Regions from separate parts of the Mus musculus genome. Here all the other regions are linked to region 3. Evidence: chromatin contacts called from public HiChIP or PLAC-seq, Micro-C and promoter capture Hi-C data. All regions are on one chromosome and are shown on one strand. Each heading gives the region's core, a stretch centred on a gene start, on an enhancer-like site or on the middle of the called end of the contact. The rest is flanking DNA. Distances are from core to core; before and after follow the strand shown. Region 1 holds the start of Zc3hav1l (zinc finger CCCH-type, antiviral 1-like). Region 2 holds the start of Zc3hav1 (zinc finger CCCH type, antiviral 1). Region 3 holds the start of Klrg2 (killer cell lectin-like receptor subfamily G, member 2). Region 4 has its middle 19 kb from the start of Tbxas1. Region 5 holds the start of Tbxas1 (thromboxane A synthase 1, platelet).

Region 1 (2,700 bases), core at 139-2,638, 340 kb after region 3:
TCTCTGAAAAGATGGCAGAATTTCAAATTTTTTCACGGTACTCATTCAGACTTTTAATCTGGAATGAATTACAATCCAGAATTCTGAAATTGAATATATTTCTAAGGGCAAGGTCTTTGGCTGAGTCGGGATCTCACCCATTTGGTTAGTCTAGCCAATTAGCTGCCCCTGTGGATCCTGCCACTGCCTACCAAGTGCTTGCATTACAAGTGGCCCCCACATCTTCCTGTATTTGTATAGGATCTGGGCATTCAAATTCCAGCCTCACACTTGTCTAGTAAGTGTTTTATCCACTGGGCTGTCTTCCCAGTCCATCTATTCTGTAACATACAGAATCAGTCTTATTAAACTTCTGGATACACTTGCTTACAACATCAGTGCCCTTGAAGTAAAATTCTTCCCTATCTCTATCTTGCTTGAACGTCTCTTCTCTCTGTGTGCATGTGGTTTTCATTCCTCTCTAACCCCTTTCTCAACTTGAATCTTTCTTTTTTCAGTTGTATCTTAGGTCGGCTTCTCTCAGAGGCAAACAGAGAAGGATTGTTTGAGAGCAGACCCTTTACAAGGTAATCCCAAGGAACCACTTCTCAGTTTACATTTTCGGCTGGGCTCCCTGGTAAGCAGATAAGGATTCCATGTAAACCGTTTCTTAGTAGGGAGGGAACACAGGGAAAGGCAGGTTCTACAGGAGCAACAGGGTTCTTTTCCATTAAGGAATCATAGCGACGAAACCATAGAATATCTCTCGACCACTCCGTAGAGGAATAATACGCTAGGAATTTGTCCATTGTTAGGAAGGAAAATCCTTTTAGGTTTAGTGGGTGTTTATGTATATTGTCACCAATTTGACAATAGGAAAAATGTTTATTTATAAGCTGACAGAGAAAAATCAACAATATCATGGCTCAATCCCATCTGAGGCATGGAGCTGATTGATCAGTATTATGGTGTGTGTTCAATAAACCATCCCTATCTGACTGAAATCGGGGTTTGTGTAAGCTCGTGGGGCGACTCATGGACCCCAACACTTAGGAAGTTTTTACCCACTGTGCTGGTTCCTTACTAGGTTTTTTGAGACAGGGTGTCATGTAGTCCAGGCTAGCCTCCAACTCCCCTTTGCAAAGGACGCTGGCCTTGATCTCGGCCTTTTCTTGCCCCCACCTCCCAGGTGCTAGCTAACATTCCAGGCGCGCGCCCCCAGGCTGGGAGAACCACTTCAGCAGTTTACATTCTTTGCAGCCCTCCCTGTTATCCGGTATCTGCCAGGAACCCAGGAGCCAGGAATGTTGCAGGGGCTCAGGCCCTGCCTTCTGAGGCCCGGCCCCCTACAGCTCGCAGGCTCCGGTCGGGGCCGCGGCGGGGAGGAGCCTGGAGGCCCCGGGCTGGCGGGGACGCGCTGGCGGGCCATGGCGGACCTCACTCTGTGCGCGTTCCTCACCAAGGTGCTGTGTGCTCACGGCGGCCGCATGTTCCTGCAGGACCTGCGCGGCCACGTGGAGCTGTCGGAGGCGAAGCTGCGGGCCGTGCTGCGGCGCGCGGGTCCAGAGCGCTTCCTGCTGCAGGAGGTGGAGCTGCGCGACGGCCCGTGGGACGCAGAGGCCGAGGTGGCGGCGGGCGAGGGCGCGGGCGCGGGCTCAGGCGGCGGCGCCACGGCCTGCAGGGTGATGGCCGTGTCCTCCGCGCGCCTCTGCGCCCGCTACCAGCGCGGGGAGTGTCAGGGCTGCGACCAGCTGCACTTGTGTCGCCGCCACATGCTGGGCAAGTGCCCCCACCGCGACTGCTGGTGAGGGGCGGAGTCCTCAGTGTCCAGCGGGGCAGTGGGTGCGGGCGGGCGGGATGCGCCTTCCGGATGCTTCTCGGCGAGCCTGGGTGGGATGGGACAAAGGCCTTCGCGCTGGCCGCCCTGTGCACCTAGTCGCCGAGAGAAATAATATGGAAGGTCTCTCCACTGAGGTTTATTATTCACCCCCCCCCCGCCCCCCAATTTGCTGTCCCTGTCCCAGGATGCTAGGATGTTCCACAACAGCAGCCCGGTTGAATCCGTGTTGCCACTTTTGAATTCACTTATGCCAAATGCCGCTTGAGGGACACCTGGGGGCTTTATGGCCCGCGGAACTTCTGTTCCCTTCTCTCCCTCCTTCCATAACCACAGCCCTTTCGCGCTTAAAAATCTGGTGTCCAATCGCAGGAAACTGGTGGCAGGATGGGGTGAGGGCATAGTGCTGCATAGCCCAAGCCCAGTGCTTTGCAGCAATCCGGGAAGCTTTCTAGTGCTTTCTTTGTAGTGTTGGTGGACAAAGAGAGGCCAGCAGCTGTTGTTGGCCTGAAGATTACGTTTTAGTCTTTACAAAAACAGATAAGTAATCTCAAAAAAGCCTGAGGGTAGGGTACTCACAGAACAGGGAAATGACCCCTGGAAGCTGAGTTGCCTCAATCCGAATTGTTTTATTAGTACTTGGGGAATTCACTTGTGAAGTGGAAATGCCCTAGGCAGAGTTAGACCCACCAGCCTCTTCCCTCTTCTTGACCCGGCCTCCTGACTGCTTTGAACTCTTCTAGGTCTACCTGTTCTCTGTCCCATGATATCCACACACCTATCAACGTCCAAGTCCTGAAAAGCCGGGGGCTTTTTGGCCTCAATGAAGGGCAGCTGCGAATCCTGCTTTTGCAGAACGACCCCTGCCTTTTCCCAGAGGTGAG
Region 2 (2,700 bases), core at 189-2,688, 280 kb after region 3:
AGTCAACAAGCAGCCAGATGAGGCCCGGGCTTGGCTGCTTTACAGACCACCGTTCCAGTGAGTCAGAGAGAGCGGCTGTGCGTACCACACCAGAGGGATTCTCATTCGGGTTTCTGAAGAATTTGAAAGACTTTATTTCTTATGAATTTGTTTTTAAATTTTAAATTACATTTATCAGAGAGAGAGGGGGGAGGAGGAGGGAGGGAGGAAGGAAGAGAAAGAGTGTTGTGGAGGTCAGAGGGCAACTTGCTAGAGTAAACTCTCCCAGCATGTGGGGAAATTCTGGGGGTCAAATTAGTGTCCTGTGTTTTAGCAACTGGTGCCTTTACCTGCTCAATTATCTTCCTGGCCAATAATCCCTTTGCCCCAGTCTCACAAGTGCTGATATTACCGGCATGCCTTCACCACGCCAAGCTTTTAATATTATTTTAGCGTGTGTTTGTCTGAGTGGGTGGGGTCACTCGCACCTCCCTCTTGTGAAGTTTGAAAGCATCGCAGTGCACACTTCTCCTGCACCGTGCCTGCAGATTTTAAAGAAAGGGTTCCCATCTGATCGGTGAGCGCTCCATTCATTTCATTTCTGAGTGCTGAAAGGAAAGCCCCTTTCTTTTTCTAATTTGGGTCTAGTGTTTACTGGCCTGCAAATTAGCTGAGAATACAGATGAGACAAACTAAACACAATTGTGCAAAAGAAGTTTTAAAGTCACAATTTAACAAGGGGAGGAGGCCGAAGAGCGTATAAGGTTTGTGTGTGGTGAGTGTGTTTCACTACGGAGTCTGGAAGGACAATCGGAGTTTTTTTTTAATGCTAATGTTTGGAGCAGCAGAATCTTCCGGAAAGCTCCCTGGGGACACGGATGGCTCTTTAATTTCATCAGCCTTTGCTTTCCTCAAAGGGAAATCTAGTTATTATTTCCTTCTGTCTCTACAGTAACTCTACGGTAAGGTAAGGGTTTACCTTAAAAATCATCTTCATGCCAAGGGGGGAGGGGTGGGGGAAATCTGAAGACATTCTAAGCAGTTGGTTTGAGGCACCAAAATTGGAGATTTTAAGTTAGCAAGGCCAGAAAGGATCAAAGAGTGGGTCTTCAAATAGCTCTGGAGAAGGCTACGTAAGAAACCAGGGAGAGTAACAATCACCGCCCTCTAAGAGGGGCTCGGCACTGGGTAGAAAGTGCGTAATCCTAGATCTGGTGCCGCGGAATCAGGCCCGGAAACAAACTCTCGAGAACCTCGGTCATCCGAGCTCCACCTGTTCCTTCAAGTTATTTCCCCAAGTGCGGAGTTCGGATAATATCCATGTCCTAAGGTGGTGGCGAGCATTGACGACACTCGGCGGAGAGTCCCGCTTACAGGAAGCGCTCACCAGGTCTGCTCTTTCCGGGGCTGGGTGGGGCTGATTTGAGGACGCCTCTAGTGGGCCCCCCAGGATGCGTCACTCTCCTCAGGCTCATCAAAACTCCACCCGAGCCTCACGAACGTCCTTACTTCCTCTCTTCCTGGTAGCAGCCTTGCAGTCCCGAGCTCGGGGGACCTCACGTCTAGCCTGGAACCGAGGGTACCGCGCCGCGGCGGACCTGCCCGCCTAACGTCGCTCGCTTCCCATTCGCTCTCCCGCGCGGCTGACTTTAAATCTGACCCCAGGACCTCGTCGTCGAGGTCGGGCCTCGCGACACCACCGCCGGAGTTGGAAAGCGAAACCGCTCTGCTCTGCGAGCGGCACCGCCCGCGTCCGCCCCTGGGACCGCGCGTAAGTTTCGATTCTCCGTGAAGCCGAGTCCCGCGCAGCGGCCGGAGCAGCGGCAGCCATAGCGCGCCATGACGGATCCCGAGGTATTCTGTTTCATCACCAAGATCCTGTGCGCTCACGGGGGCCGCATGACCCTGGAGGAACTGCTGGGTGAGATCAGCCTCCCCGAAGCGCAACTCTACGAGCTGCTGAAGGCAGCAGGGCCCGATCGCTTTGTGCTATTGGAGACTGGAGACCAGGCCGGGATCACTCGGTCGGTGGTGGCTACTACTCGAGCCCGCGTCTGCCGTCGCAAGTACTGCCAGAGACCCTGCGACAGCCTGCACCTTTGCAAGCTTAATCTGCTCGGCCGGTGCCACTATGCACAGTCCCAGCGGTGAGTGCAGCGGGAATGGGGAAGGTTCTCTAATTGCCTAGTCCGGCGCCGCGGGGCAGCTTCCTAGGGGAGGCGGGAACCGGGTGGATATGGCTCACTCGGCTGCAAACCCCTTCTCCCTCTATCCCTCCTAATCTCTAGACCAGTGGTTCTCAGCCTTCCTAATGCTGCGACCCTTTAATACAGTTCCTCAGGTTTGTGACCCTCAACCATAAAATTATTTTCGTTACTACTCCGTAACTGTAATTTTGCTACTGTTATGAAATGTAATGCAAGTATCTGTGTTTTCCAATGGTCATATTCGACTCCTGTGAAGTTAGACCCCCAGGTTGAAAAATCTGTAGCCAAAGCGCTATTGGAAAGGCGGACAAGGCTGCCTCTCTACCCTTCTCACCTCCCACCAGAATCCTAATTAAAGTACGTTTGCACCAACCAGAGTTTGTAGAAGTTGCAGGCACACCTTTTTCTCCTTGCTACTCTGGTACCTCGAATGTTGCGATCGCCCCAGAATCCTAGCGGTGCTGCCCAGTCTCCTGTGTCTCGGGTGCGCCAACTCCTGGATCGCTGTGACCCT
Region 3 (2,700 bases), core at 103-2,602:
ATCCGCCTGCCTCTGTCTCCCAAGTGCTGGGATTAAAGGCGTCCACCACCATGCCCGGCGAGCTGTTGTTTTTCAAGACAGGGTTTCTCTGTGCAGTCCCAGGTGTCCTGGAACTTGCTCTGTAGACCAGGCTGACCTCAAACTCAACTGCCTCTGCTTTAAACTACCTCTTTTATCTGCTAGCCCTACCCTGGAGTACTGGTTAAAAACAGTAGTGGCCTCATGCCTCTTCAGACTCAGGAAGTTCGGAAGGGACCTTAACAAATCTGTATTTTAAAAGGCTATTTAGGAACTGGAGAGATGTTTGTCAATAAGAACTTGCTGCCCTATCATCAGAAATCAAGTTCAAATCTCAACACCGACATCCAGCAGTTCACAAATGCCTGCAACTCGAGGTTCAAAATAGCTGAGCTTCAAAAAGCAGGCATATGCTACATACATGTCAACACTACAAGTAAGTCTATAATAACAAAAATTGTATTCAAGCCAAGTGTAGTGGTGCATGCCTTTAATCTCAGCATGCTTTTAACTCCGTGAGTTCCAGGACAGCCTGATCTACATAGCGAGTTCTAAGACAACCAGGACTACCTAGAGAGATTGTCTCAAAAAACAAAATGAAACCAAAACGGCAAAACAAAATAAAATACAACAACAACAACAAAAATCAAGACAAACAGAAAAATCCACAAAGCTCTCCACAAAGCTGTCTTCGAACCATCATGCTACCTCACTAAGCTGGTAGAGCACATGACACTTCATGGGGAAATGAGCATTCTCTCCTTGATTTTTTTATTTCGTTTTTATTTTTGTTTGTTTCACTATAAACTCAGGCTGGTCTGAACTTGCTATGTAGACCAGGCTGGCCTCAAACTCACAGAGATGTCTCTGCTGCCAGAGTGATGGGATTACAGGCATGGACCAAAGCGTCTGGCTCATTCCTCGTTCTCCGTGTTAAGTCTACAAGTAGTCAAGCTCCCAGAGTTGGAATCAGGACTTCAACCTTTCACTCGCTTCCAAACCACAACCGGTGACCCTGTCGCCATCACTTTTCCTTGTTCTGATATGTCTGAAGTCCTTATCCACGCAGATTTAGCCAATCCCTTCCCACTCAGTCTACAACTGAATCCACCCGCAGCACAGAGCCAGCAGGGGTAACGGGTGGGGCTCGGGATGAAGGAGAGGAAGGAATCTGCCAGTCTCTGGGTTCCCAGTGCTGCCTTAAGAGCCACCGCCCACTCTGTGACTCGCTCAACCGGGTCCTCCCAGCAACCGGTGCCACGGAAAGGCCAGGCTGGAGTTCCGAGGGTGTGGCCAATCCATAGCCACAGCCAATCACACAGGGTCCTCTAGTGAAGCTGTTAGTTGACAACGTGAACGACCCGAAACTTCTGGGGACCCAGCCTAGAACGCGACGCTCGCACGGCGAGTCTCGAGTCGGCGCGGAGGACGGAGCGGACCCGGGAAGCGTCTAGAGGAGGCCAGGGTGAGACCGGGTCCCCAGAGGAGCCCTCGGAAAGCTCGGGAATGGAGCCGCCGCAGGTCCCGGCGGAGGCGCCCCAACCCAGGGCCTCCGAAGACAGCCCGAGGCCGGAGCGGACCGGGTGGGAGGAGCCGGACGCGCAGCCCCAGGAGCTCCCGGAGAAGTCTCCGTCTCCAGCCCTGTCCGGTTCCCCTCGCGTACCGCCGCTCAGTCTGGGCTACGGCGCCTTCCGCCGCCTGGGCTCGTGCAGCCGCGAGCTGCCGTCTCCGAGCCCCTCGTGGGCCGAGCAGCCCCGGGATGGAGAGGCGGAGCTGGAGCCCTGGACGGCGTCAGGAGAGCCCGCACCCGCGTCCTGGGCGCCCGTGGAGCTGCAGGTGGACGTGCGCGTGAAGCCCGTGGGCGCGGCTGGGGCTAGTCGCGCGCCCTCGCCTGCGCCGTCCACGCGCTTTCTCACCGTGCCAGTGCCCGAATCGCCAGCCTTCGCCCGCCGCTCCGCTCCCACGCTCCAGTGGCTGCCCCGCGCCCCGTCACCAGGCTCCACGTGGAGCCGAGGATCGCCGCTTGCCGCGAACGCCACCGAGTCTGTCAGCCCCGCTGAGGGTTGCATGGTCCCCCCGGGCTCGCCCGCCTGCCGCTGCCGCTGCCGCGAGCCCGGACTGACCAAAGAAGATGACGCGCTGCTGCAGCGCGCAGGCATAGATGGCAAGAAACTGCCGCGGGCCATCACGCTCATAGGTGAGTGCTCAAAAGTGCTCGTGCCCGGTCCCTGAACTAGACTAACCAGAAGCCAATCTGGCTGCCCCCAAATCCATCCTGCTTCTGTCTCAGAATTAATAAGAATCAACCCAGGATCCTGCCCCTAGCCCTCCTCCCGGAAACTTTCCTTCCTTCTTAGTGTGCGCAGCATCTTGGAGAAGTAGAACTCTGGGTAAGGTGAGGGGAGATGATTCAGAATCACGTGGCAGTGGTGGCCTGGGTACACTTCCAAGGGCTGGGCTCCTTTCCGCCTTCAGGAGGGTCACCCATCAGCACACACGCTGAGCTGGCCCCGCGCCAGATGGCATGTGTTTTGCTTTGCGTGTGAAGGAGAGGCAAGTCTAGCAGTGCAGAAAGCCCCTGTGTTGGTTTACTTTTTCTTACTGTGATAAAATGCTGACCAAAAACAACTTGGGGAGGAAAGGTTGTATTTGCCTTACAGGTTATAGTTTATCATCATGGGA
Region 4 (2,700 bases), core at 60-2,559, 260 kb before region 3:
TTCCTGCCTCACTGAGTTTCCTAGGCAGATCGAAACCCAAATCAAGTTGGCAATGAAGATCCACCATCACAACCACTTTCCAGCAGAGAGGGGCCAGCTTGCACGGGGGACCTTAAGATGTGCAGGAAGCTGAGAACTTAAGGCAGCAACAACAGGCTAGGTGAGGTCCAGAAGGCCCTTTGGGAGCCTTTTGAGAAACTGGAAGCTTGTGGTTTCGAAGGGAGAGAAGTGATTCCCTTCACAGACATGTGGGAGGCGTGTTGGGGTGGGGTCATTTAGTCAGAGAGTAACTGAGCTGGTAGCGGGAACTAAGGGTGACAGTGAGGTTAGATGCACTTAGTGAGCATGCAGGAGACAAGTCCTGTGAGAGAGGAGGACTTGGTTGTTGACATGTGGAGTTGCTGTGTCTGATCTGGGAGACCTTTGGTTGACAATATCCTACAGCTAGCTACTTAGGCAGCTTTGGGAGATATCTAGGCTGCACCTCTGAACCGGACACCAGGTTTTCAGATGGCAGTGAAATCTTTCGAGGCATAATGTTATTTAGGATGGTGTGGAGAGTGGGCAAACAGACAGGCAGAGCATAGAGGAGCCATGGTACAGGTGTATACAGAGTGTAGTAAAAAGCAAAGAGGAGGGAGCTTCCAGAAGCAGCAAAGAAAGAAGGAGTTGTTTGGTTGGTTTTGGTTTCAGTTTTGGTGTAAGTGGTATGGAGTGTGTGAGTGTGCGGTGTGATTTGTGTGTGGTATGGTATGTGTATTATATATACTTATTAGTGTGTGGGTACACTTGTGCATGTAGGTGCACATACACACATGGGCAAAAGGAGGTCCAAAGTCTGTTCCAGATGTCTTTCCTTGATTTCTCTCTGCCTCTTGTTTCCTTGTGTCTTATCTGTCTCTCCACTGAACTCTCAATGTCAAGAAGGCCTGGAGCATGCATATCTTGGAAACCATTCTTTCTCTATCTACTAGCACAAGGTTCAAGGTTTAGCACAGGGTCTCTCACAGAACCTAAAGCCTTTCAATTTAGCTAGCCTGGCTGGCCAATGATCTTCAAGCACCCACCTTGAAGTCTCTGCCCTCTCTCCTCAGTGCCGGCATTATAGGATTATTTTGTTTTGAAAACTGCTAAAACTATTTCTGAAATTGATTTGGAGTAATAAAAAGAAGCAGGAGGAAGAAGTACAAGGAACAAATAAATGTCAATGAGACAGCGCAACACGCTGAAGACGATCCCCACAGCACATTGCTAGGAAAAGAGGAAGCCCAGGCTGGAGTGATGACTCAGGAGTTAAAAACACTGACTGCTCTTGTAGATAACCTAAGTTCAGTTCTTGGTACCCATGACAACTGCCTGCTCTCCAGTTATGGGAGAAGTGATGTCCTCTTTTGGTCTCCTAAGTGTGTACACACACACACATACACATGCACACATACATGTACACGTATGCACACACACATATCCACACAGACACACTCACAGGGATGAAAATAGATTTCCTCATATATATTAAGAAGAATGATTGAATTCCACTAATAAAAGGTCGCTTTTGGTTTTGTTTGTAATAAAAGAAGTAATTAAGCAACCAGTGGGAAAATACTGAAACTTTACACAGTTGAGATGCTAACTAGAGGGAGCAGAAGAGGATATGAGAAAGGCACAGAGAGCTGGAGGAAGAAGTGAGAGGGTTTTGTATGAGAAGCATTGAAAAACAGTAACACTGAGCCTTGTGCTAGGAGATTAAAGGATGGTTTCCAAGATGTACATGGTCCAGACACTCTTGACATTGAGAGTTCAGTGGGCAAACAGATAAGACACAGGAAACGAACAAAGTAATTGAAAAGGATGATTAAAATATACAAAGGAATAAAAAATAAGAAGAATGGTGGTGGAAAGTGGCTTTTCTGGAGACACTTAGGCAAGACCAGAGAGATGATGGGTTCTGCTGGCCAAGAAGCAGGAAGAGGGTAGACAATGGGATGCTTCTGAGAGCCTATCAGAAAGCAAGGAACAGGGGTGGTGGGACCAGTGTGGGACCCACAGATATCCAGGGAGGCTGGCAGTGAGCTGGGCAGGGCCCTGGAGGTTTTGACAAAGATGTGGGACTTTATTCTGGTGCAGTGAGAAGCCATGACTTGCACTGAACCTGACTTGCACTGGAAAAAATTTCTTCTGACCACAGTGTTGAGAAAGAGTTGGAAGGATAGAGAGGGCCAGGGAGAATGGGGGTAGCTTATAGTAATTATAAGGTATGGGACTAGCTCCAGTGAAGGTAGTAACCATGGAGATGATGAGGGGGCAAGGTAATACTGTAGAGGTACAACCTACAGAACTGTTGATGGAAGGAGAGGGAATACAGAATGATCCCCAAGTCTCTGCAAACTCATGTGTTTATGGGACCATAGGAAATCTGTAGAAATTGTTTCATTGTCTAAGTTGCATGAGGCAGGCCAGGATTCCTGCTGTAGAGAGCAGGGGGACCTCAGAGATTCTAAGATTGAATGCTGTGTTAGGCACATTGTTCTAGGTTATGTGCAGGCTGGAACAGTGAGTCTAGTGAATGAAGACCTGGTAAAGGAGGAACTAAAAGATAATCTAAAGAAGAGATGTCAGGCTATGGAGGTCCATAAGAGAGAATCAGCGAGGTGGGTGGAAGATAACAATGCCAATGCTGATGTCAGAGTAATGGTCAGGTAG
Region 5 (2,700 bases), core at 2-2,501, 280 kb before region 3:
TCAGAGCCAATTTCCAATAAGTCATATCATCATCAGAGAACATCAAACGCACATTCCACTTTCAGCTATGCAAATTCCAAAAGAATAATACCTCACATTTGCATAATGCTTGATGTTTTTCAAAGTGCCTTCCCAGCTATTAATCTACGGGTGGCTTTATTACCACTAGAAACATAAATTGAAACTCTCTTCCAGCTCTTCTTTTTTTTTTCCACTTTCCCCTCAAAACCCAGAGACAACCTAAATCCAAGTGTTTGGGAATCCATGGGTATCTCCAGGAAAGGTAAGGACCCCGCTGGGTAAACACAAATATAGCTCATTGTGAGGTCTGTCCTTCACAGTCACCATTGGGGCCAGCTTTTAAAACACAAGGTCTGTTGTTGAACTAACAAACACACAAAGAGCAACAGTGTATGTAGCACAAGTTTAAGATTCCTTCTGGGTCCCCAGCTTCATTGTCACCACACCTGGCTCTTAATTTGGCACCCATCCCCTTCTACCACATATTAGAAAATTGGGAAATTTATTCTACCACTTTGTCCTTAACCCTGCAGGCATCTCTGTCCCCAGTAAAGTTTGTTTGCCGAAGAGCTTCCATGTCTTTAACTTGATGTGAGCCAAGAGGCTGAATTCGTTGCAAACTCAACATGAAATGATTTCAAAAAACAAGGTGAGCAGGTACGTCAGGGTTGGAGAAAGCCCTTCTAGCCATCCCCGATGCCTTTCCAATCCGCTTCTTTTTCCATTTCTTTCAGACTTAATTGTGTGTAGCGTTCCCAGTCACAGAGTCTCCAGCATTTCCTGACACTTGAATCTCATGCATTTTAGCAAAAAATTAACCTGGCTGTTTGCTTTTAATTCCGAAGCCGTGTTAATACTCAACTCCCTCTAGATTAGACAAGAAGAAAAACACACGCCCGCATACCCCACCTGGCACCACAGGCTCCTGGGCTGACATTTGTAGTGTCGCAGTCCCTGTGGTTGGCCACACTTACCATTTCAGGAGGGCCAAGAGAGCCACGAGCAGAGTCACAGTCACTATGGTACCACTGACTTCAAACTTGAGAAGCCCCAACACTTCCATTTTTCCTCGGAGACCCCGGAGGGGTGGTCCTCAGGAGGAAAGAGGGTGCTGCTCTCCTGCCCTTATAGGAGTCCTGATCTGTATATAGGTGGTGGAGAAAGAAGTAGGTAGTCAGCTGAACATCCCATCAAGTGAGTCCCCCAAAAGTGCTCTTTCTTAGAGTGTGCCTTTCTTTATAAAGAGGAAGGAAGCAGAGGGAGAAACAAAGGGCTTCAGGGCAATGAATCAGCAACTTTATTTTCTTGATGACTGTGTTGTCAATAAACATTTATGTTAGCTTCCCCAGAAACAGGAGCAGACAGGCGGGCCTCATGGTCATCATGAAGCAAAATGGTTGTTAACCATTGACTGCTTCTCAAATACGCCGTCCTCAGAGAAAGACCTCCTGCAAGATTTGCCTCTCTACACCTTTGTCGATCTGTACTTCAGTGGTGACACAGGCCAGGGCACTCTGAATGTTCCATGGATTCTGGGGGCCAGGTGGACAGCATCATCTGCTTTGTAGCCAACCACCTCCCAGTGCATTGGTTATAGGATGCAAGCTCCTGACTGAGAGGAGAGGCATGCTCACAGTATTGGTGCAGACCACAGATCTTACCTCGGGTGAGCGCTCTCAGCATGAGTTGTTGGTTGTGTAAAAGCTCACTCGTAGTCGTGTGTGGGTTGACTGTTCTAGCTTCTGGTCTAATTTGATGAAAGACACTGGATGATTTTATTTGCTTATTCATCAGCGTGTTTCATCCTGAAGACAGATAAAAAGGTTGGGTGAGCAGGAAAACACCCACCATGACGTTATTCGGCCATTCATAGAGTGTATATGGGGTCAGCATCCGCCATACTCACAAATGATGCTGGCCCCCAACCCTGGAGAAGATTCTTTGCAGATGGATATACAGTCTACAAACGAAGGAATAATTACCAGTGCAGAACAGTGCTGTGAAGGTTCTCAAAACGGAGCTTCGGGGACAGCCTGTGGGATGGCCTGCTAGGAGGTATAGTGGGGAAGACTCTAGGGAGGAAAGCCATCACTGAGATTTGCCTGTGAGAAAGCAGTTTGTCCTGTAGAGAGCTGCAGGAGAAGCAGAAAGAGAGCATGGGTGGAGGCCTGGAGGTGGGAAAACCTTTCTGCGCTTTAAGTACTACGGTAAGACCCACGAGCCTTGTTCTTTTCCTCAACTACCCCCCCCCATCTTTCTTTCTCCTCTCTCAGAGTAGGCTTCTCCTCCACAGGGTCAGATAGTCTGCTCAAATTAAGGAGCTACCATGCAGAGTGACAGCTAGTGCTACTGGAGCAACGGCAGGTTTATGGCCATGCTCAGGGAAGGAACAACCTCAGATGTGACTGAATTCAGTGCACATGCCAGAGCAACACTGTGGAAAAAACAACATATATACTTGTGTATACACACACACACACACAGTGCTCCCTAAGGCGTCCAAGGTGAGATAAGTGTGAGAAAGGCTGGTCTAAACATTAATCAGTAAGTTTATTTACTGCAGCTCCATTCAGAGCTATGAAGTTGCTGATATGCCCTGGGAATGTTGAGTGGGATGTGGCCAGCAGCATAGCCCAAGTGCCTTTGACCACAGAATCCTCCTTCAGGGGCATTTATTAA

What was found. A called contact is a pair of places that touch in the nucleus more often than the background predicts. HiChIP or PLAC-seq counts read pairs in DNA pulled down with a chosen protein or histone mark. Capture Hi-C pulls out chosen DNA fragments and counts their contacts.
Region 1: a FOXA1 HiChIP or PLAC-seq map of pancreatic cancer cells shows a contact between it and region 3. The contact joins the promoter of Zc3hav1l here to the promoter of Klrg2 in region 3. A contact is called at or near these places in 1 of 39 promoter capture datasets (pre-B cells), 1 of 115 datasets of contacts at active chromatin or transcription factors (pancreatic cancer cells) and 1 of 9 other capture datasets (pancreatic islet).
Region 2: a contact with region 3 is called in a Micro-C map of embryonic stem cells, with 2.4 times the contacts expected there. The contact joins the promoter of Zc3hav1 here to the promoter of Klrg2 in region 3. A contact is called at or near these places in 2 of 484 Hi-C or Micro-C datasets (embryonic stem cells and muscle stem cells) and 1 of 115 datasets of contacts at active chromatin or transcription factors (pancreatic cancer cells).
Region 4: a contact with region 3 is called in an H3K4me3 HiChIP or PLAC-seq map of bone marrow-derived macrophages, with 3 times the contacts expected there. The contact joins the enhancer-like site here to the promoter of Klrg2 in region 3. A contact is called at or near these places in 17 of 39 promoter capture datasets (the 3T3-L1 cell line, 3T3-L1-derived adipocytes, the HPC-7 cell line and 10 more), 3 of 15 datasets of contacts at CTCF or cohesin (the NIH/3T3 cell line, embryonic stem cells and large pre-B cells), 66 of 484 Hi-C or Micro-C datasets (the 63-12 cell line, the AML12 cell line, B cells and 42 more), 10 of 115 datasets of contacts at active chromatin or transcription factors (acute myeloid leukemia, bone marrow-derived macrophages, embryonic stem cells and 4 more) and 5 of 9 other capture datasets (adipose tissue, embryonic stem cells, liver and 2 more).
Region 5: a promoter capture Hi-C map of liver shows a contact between it and region 3, with 4 times the contacts expected there. The contact joins the promoter of Tbxas1 here to the promoter of Klrg2 in region 3. A contact is called at or near these places in 16 of 39 promoter capture datasets (the 3T3-L1 cell line, 3T3-L1-derived adipocytes, the HPC-7 cell line and 10 more), 2 of 15 datasets of contacts at CTCF or cohesin (embryonic stem cells and large pre-B cells), 44 of 484 Hi-C or Micro-C datasets (the 63-12 cell line, the AML12 cell line, B cells and 29 more), 8 of 115 datasets of contacts at active chromatin or transcription factors (acute myeloid leukemia, bone marrow-derived macrophages, embryonic stem cells and 3 more) and 5 of 9 other capture datasets (adipose tissue, embryonic stem cells, liver and 2 more).

What each region holds. Positions count from the first base shown.
Region 1 is chr6:38,297,947-38,300,646 of GRCm38.p6, reverse strand. It overlaps Zc3hav1l (zinc finger CCCH-type, antiviral 1-like), which reads left to right and starts at 1,388. Exons shown (of 4, transcript NM_172467.3): 1 at 1,388-1,783; 2 at 2,560-2,695. The coding sequence starts at 1,407.
Region 2 is chr6:38,353,341-38,356,040 of GRCm38.p6, reverse strand. Zc3hav1 (zinc finger CCCH type, antiviral 1) reads left to right here and starts at 1,438. Exons shown (of 13, transcript NM_001347122.1): 1 at 1,438-2,126. The coding sequence starts at 1,819.
Region 3 is chr6:38,635,891-38,638,590 of GRCm38.p6, reverse strand. It overlaps Klrg2 (killer cell lectin-like receptor subfamily G, member 2), which reads left to right and starts at 1,352. Exons shown (of 5, transcript NM_001033171.2): 1 at 1,352-2,215. The coding sequence starts at 1,525.
Region 4 is chr6:38,898,915-38,901,614 of GRCm38.p6, reverse strand. It overlaps a transcript of Tbxas1 not described here. Among named protein-coding and RNA genes, the nearest start is that of Tbxas1, 19 kb to the left of the region's middle. Within about 2 kb of position 1,309, at least 81 of the 459 cell types and tissues checked have an H3K27ac peak or open chromatin away from gene starts, as enhancers often do. A contact at or near this core is called in the 63-12 cell line, the BV-2 cell line, the C2C12 cell line and 11 more, where this site is marked.
Region 5 is chr6:38,917,537-38,920,236 of GRCm38.p6, reverse strand. It overlaps Tbxas1 (thromboxane A synthase 1, platelet), which reads right to left and starts at 1,251. Exons shown (of 13, transcript NM_011539.3): 1 at 996-1,251. The coding sequence starts at 1,084.